2 separate regions of the Sus scrofa genome follow, and region 1 is linked to region 2. Evidence: chromatin contacts called from public Hi-C data. All regions are on one chromosome and are shown on one strand. The core of a region is the stretch at or near the end of the contact, and the rest is flanking DNA. Distances in the headings are between cores, read along the strand shown.

What was found. Hi-C and Micro-C count contacts between places; a contact is called where the count stands out from the background.
Region 1: a contact with region 2 is called in a Hi-C map of alveolar macrophages, with 1.9 times the contacts expected there. The contact joins the promoter of DMAP1 here to the promoter of RNF220 in region 2. A contact is called at or near these places in 2 of 47 Hi-C or Micro-C datasets (alveolar macrophages and fetal skeletal muscle).

The regions. Positions count from the first base shown.
Region 1 is chr6:167,090,313-167,093,012 of Sscrofa11.1, reverse strand. It overlaps DMAP1 (DNA methyltransferase 1 associated protein 1), which reads left to right and starts at 1,359. Exons shown (of 10, transcript NM_001243640.1): 1 at 1,359-1,771; 2 at 2,336-2,427; 3 at 2,686-2,700. The coding sequence starts at 1,667.
Region 2 is chr6:166,909,269-166,911,982 of Sscrofa11.1, reverse strand. It overlaps RNF220 (E3 ubiquitin-protein ligase RNF220), which reads left to right and starts at 1,255. Exons shown (of 16, transcript XM_003482102.4): 1 at 1,255-1,518.

The sequences.
Region 1 (2,700 bases), core at 110-2,609, 180 kb before region 2:
TGGGCCGTAAAACAACTCTCAGTAAATTTGAAAGGACTGAGGTCTCATAGAACATGCCCTCTGACCACAGAGAAATTAAGTTAGATATCAATGACCATGAGATAACTAGAAAATCCCCAAACATTTGGAAATTAAGCAATGTAGTTCTAACTAATCCATAGATCAGAGAAGCAAAAACAAGGGAAATTAGAATGATAATGAAAATGTCCAGTGGTTAGCGGAATGCAGTTAAAGCAGTGATTAGGGTGAAGTTTATAGCTCTAAATATTTGTAATAGAAAATAGGAAAGGTCTATATACTCCTTACGCTGTATCCTGGAATGCTGACTTGCATCCCCAGATTTATGGCCTGGTGGATCAGAAAAGTCTTAGTACATGTTGGGAGGTCTCATGGCGTCTCACGGACAGGTGCTCAGGCTCCACCAGGGTCGTTGTAAGCCAGAGACTGCTTTTCAAGTAGCGGCCAGTTGTTTACAGGTGGGATCAGAGCCTGACTTCAGAATTCTGGGCACCTGTGCTGTGAGTCCTCGACTGGATTTCTGATAAATGAGTCAGAACAGCATGCCCAATTGTAGGACATGTAGCCTCCAAACCCAAAGAAGGCCGCGAAACTGTCTGACTCTTTCTTTGAGGTAAGTGGTACACGGTGTGTTATCTTGTTTCCTACCTTAATTTTTATTTATTTAGTTCAGAAAAGCAAAAGACTTGCCTTGCAAAGAGGTCTGTGAGACACTTTAGATTTGGGGAAGACTGACTCACCAACTGAAAAATACAACCTGTATTTAAAAGATTTTTTTTTTTAAGTTGTCTTAGTTTGAGCTGCTGTAACAGTGGGCCCCACGAGCCCCACGAGGCCCTGACCCACAGGCACCTCCATCAGAAGAAGCGCCCGCGAAGGTCAGCCGTCGCTCCATCTTGGCAGCCGCCCTGGGAAACTCTCCCTTGTCTAGTTCTCTCCCTCTCCTAGCAGTGTCTGGAACACACTTAGCACTTAAAGAACAGGGGAAATTAACAACACGAATTCATTTAATGAAAAAAAGCATGTGCTAATGTTTTGCATGGATTACCAGCACTTTATTTATGCAGGTCCCATGACAATTTCCATTTTAAAGTGAAGAAATAAGTTCAGAGAAATTAAGCGACTTCCGAGGTCACAAAGCTGTGAACTGTCTTGTCATTGCCCGAAAAACGTCGGAGCAACGCAGGCAGAAAATGCCAGACAGCAGGCAGCGCAGGAGACCGGCGGGCTCCTGGAAGCCTGGGGCGGCCGCAGTCTGCGCAGTCAGTAGTTTTCACGCTGGGTTGCCAGTCGGCTCTGTTTCCGCTAAGCACCGGCCGGAAGTGTTCCTGTCGGTCGCATTTCTAAAGCGCGCTACCGGAAGTTTCTTTCCGCGGCTTTGCGGGAGTAGGGGAGCTGCCGGGCCGCCGCTGGGCACTCTAGTTGCAGAGGCGCTAGGGCTTAGGTGGCAGCTGGAACCGCAGCGGGACCCAGGCGGCGGGACACTGGCCGGGCGCCCACCCGATCTAGGCCGCTCTTGCCCTCGCGGGCCCCCTCTTCGCCCCGCCCCCACGAGGCCCTGAAGTGGCTCCGCCCCCCGATCTGAGCCGGGTCCCTCCTCTGGCGCTGACCCTTGGCTTCGGAACCGCGCCCCCATCTCTCAGGCGCGATGGCTACGGGCGCAGATGTGAGGGACATTCTAGAACTCGGGGGTCCAGAGGGGGATGCAGCCTCCGGGACCATCAGCAAGAAGGACATTATCAATCCGGACAAGGTAGCAGGGGCGCCTGAGAACGCTGAGCAGCGGGAGTGAAGTGGTGGGGAGGAGTGACAGCCGAAGAGAGCTGGGGGAGATGGTGAGGTGCCACACTTCTAGCGAGATGGGCGGTAAAAGACGTGACATAACGGGATAGAGAATGTGTGTCTCACTGACATGGGATGGAGGAGGTGGGGCCCCCGTGGGAAATGGTGGGGACCAAGAGGGTGTGACACTTGCAAGAGATGAGAGGACTTAGAGAGTGTGGCACTCGTTATATTGGGGGTGCGGGGGGGGGCATTAAGTCGGCGTGACATGCTGAGAGATGCTGGAAAAGTATCTTTTGCTCTCGCTGGTCGCGACTAGCCAGGTGAGGTGGGTTGAGGAGGGAATGACCTGCTCAGACCCAGGCGCCCCTTGAGTGGATTTCTGTGCTTTCCTTGTGTGTCATTTTGTTTCCTTGTGTGTATGTGTGTCATTGTACCTGTAGGTGCTGGTTTGTTCAGGGTTTGAGCTGGGCTAAAGAATTTTCAGGGAAGGGAGACTAGGCTGTGGTTCCTCTCCTGTGGTTTCCCTCCCCAGAAAAAGTCCAAGAAATCCTCGGAGACACTGACCTTCAAGAGGCCAGAGGGCATGCACCGGGAAGTCTATGCACTGCTGTACTCTGACAAGAAGCAAGTATCAGAATCCCAGATCCTGCAGGCTCTGGTCTCTGGCCAACCTGCGTGTCCCCGACTCCTCATTTTCCCAGGCAGTTTTCTCCCCACTCCCCTGCTCAGCCAGGGCCCCCATTGCTTATTAAATGCAGTAGCTGGGATCTCTCACTCCAGGACCTGCCCTCCTTGCTCTAGGGTAGCTCAGCAGCCTGGGTGCAAGGGCTCTGTGCATACCTTGTGACTCTAATCTCTCACCACCTTAAACCGTGCTGCCAGGGATGCTCCCCCACT
Region 2 (2,714 bases), core at 6-2,505:
AACATAGAACTCTGGGTTGATCTAATCAACTATTTCCTTAGTTGCTAACTAAAAATTTTAAATACACACACATACAGCACATGTATACCTAAGCATACATCATATTTAGATGCTACCTTAATGTTAACTTTAAGGAAAAAGGGGTCATAAAATTAAAGCAAGATTGAGACTGTGAGGGCTCTATGTTTTTAGAGCAACAATTTGTAACCCTGCAAGGTTCTTCCGGGGGGCCAATTCTCCGTATACACTCCTCAGCCCACCCCATCTTGTTTGTTTGTTTGTTTTCGAGATGAGAAATCTGTGCTTCTAGAAACCGAGCCACAAAAGAAAGGAGTGATTTCTTAAATCTGGATTAGATTTTAGTTGAGTTTCATTTTCAGAGCTTGGACTCCCTGCTATCCTAGTCTAGTTAACCATGTTCCCATGGGCAAATTACAAAACCCTTTCAACTTCAGTTTCCTCTTCTATATATAAACTAGTGATAATATTATCTCCAAAATTGATCTAAGGATTAAATGAGATTATGTAAAGACATTTAGTCCCACAGCCCAGCTTCTAGAAGGCACTCAGGGAATGCCAGTTCTCCATCCACTTCCCTATTTATCTTTCTGTGTGTGGTAACTTAAAGGATGATATTGAACTCTTTGAGAAGAAAGAACTGTAACTATTCACACCAGTATAATTTTTTAGTCTCAAATCTGGGCGCTGAATGAGGCCCTCTCCACCCCCTCCGCAAATTATAGTGTTACTTCTATTCATTTATTATCTTATTATAGGCAAAGCCCCAGAGAAGCATTCCAAGAGCAAAGCGATAGGTAAGATTTTTCTGGAAAAAGACCGAGTTTATGAGGGAGCCAGCATTTGGGAGGCATTTAGCTGCAGTGGGCGTCAGTCTTAAAGATTTAGCCATTTACTCTTGGTCACTTTTGGTTCGAGAGAGAAAGAACAGCAAACCATCCACTGAGACCTTGCACGCGTGGGGGTGGGGGTTACACGTGAACAAAAGCAGGCGCTCTCTTCAGCTTCCACCATGTCTCGCGACCCTAAGACTTTCCAGCTCTTTCGTGAAGGCCAGCAGGTCTGTTCTCCAGCAGTGTCCTGGCTTTGGACTCCATTTCCCAGAGTCCCTTAGTGCCCTAATGTATTCAGTGCTCAGAGTGCCTGTATGTGTGTGAGTGTGAGAGAATGTGTGCGTGTGTGTGCGTGCGCGCGTGTGTGTGTCTCCGAGTCCCTGGGAGAGTGGAGGCTCATTCACTGATTAGAGCCAGCGCTGAGAGGCAGCACTGCTCCTTCTCTCACACCAACCGAGTCTCTTGATCTGTACATGCAATCCCAGGCAGCTCGCGAGCACAAACCCGGGGCCAGCCGCCTGCTGCTGCTGCTGCTGCCGCTGCCGCCGCCGCCGCCGCCGCTGCCTCCGCCGGCTCTGCGCGCCCGGGACTTTTCATGCACCACACTCACCGCCTCCTTCGCTCCGCGTCCTGAAAAGTGCGACCGGTCTCCCAAGGAATTTCCACGGCAAGTAGCGACCAGGAAGGGGTGTGGATGTGTGTGCGGACGCCAGAGGGGTGGGTGCGAGGGCGGCGGGGTTGCTCGGGAGCCTGGCTAACTTTCCGGGTGCGTTTCCTGGGGATCCGGGCGGCTCCCCCCACCGCCGCCCCCCGGCAGGGGCAGGGGCAGAGACCTGGACGGGCGCGTCTCAGGTCTGGGCGACGGTGCCTGCCGGCATCTGTGCCCTGCGCACTCCGTGCGCTGCCTCCCTCAAACTTTCGTCTTGAGTTTTCCTTAATGTGTTTTATTTGGGGGGTGCGAGGGGGAGGGACCAGACGCGGGAATTGGGCAAGTGGGGAGGGCGAGGGGGCAGAGGGAGCAGGGGAAGGGAGCGGGACTTCTTTTCTCCATCCTTTAAGAAGCCGCATTCCCACTTTGTTTGGGTCGAAGGCGAGCATGCCCTCTCGCCCAGCTCCCCTGTGGATCCCGCGGTGATTTCCGGCGGGGCCCCGGCCGGGTGGTACTCAGCGGGGAGCCCGAGGCGGCGGGCGGGTCGGGGAAGGGGCTATCCGAATGAGAAAGGACCCCGACCGCCGCCCCCCCACCACCACCCGGCTGGCCCGGCGGGGCGCCGGAGAGAGGCTGGAAGCCGGGGCCCCCCGGGGCTCGGCTTACTTTCCTGGAGGGGGTGGGGGGTGAAGGGCGTGGAGGGGTGGGGGTGGGGTGGGGGAAGCCGCCGCGGGCAGGAAGGAGGCAGGTGCTGGCCGGGAGGTGGACCGCTCCAAACGGAGCGGATGAACTCCCCGCTCCGCTCGGCCCGCCTGCCTGGCCTCCGAGCAGCCGGACCCGTGGGGGGTCTCCCGGGATTTTCGGGGCCGGGACTCTCTCCCAGCGGTTCTGCGGAGCAGGGTGTGAGGCTCGCGGTACAGACAGCGGCGCGTGGCTCTTTTTTAGTTTTATTTTTTATCTTAGATCGGCCTTAAACTGAGTAACAATTTCTCTTTCTCCGACTTGAGAACAAAACTTTTCAGCGAGCACGCCGGGCGCTGCGGTCCTGCGGCCACCGTCGCCGCGCTTGTCAGCCCAGCCCGGGCGGAGCGACCCTCTCTGCCCGGAGACCAGCCCCGCCACCGCGCTCCCAAGGCTCTGGCCGCCCCCCTCCCCAGCCCCGGGCTTTTCAGGGCTCGTCCTGAGCGTTTCGCCTTTGTGCTTTGTAAGGGAAA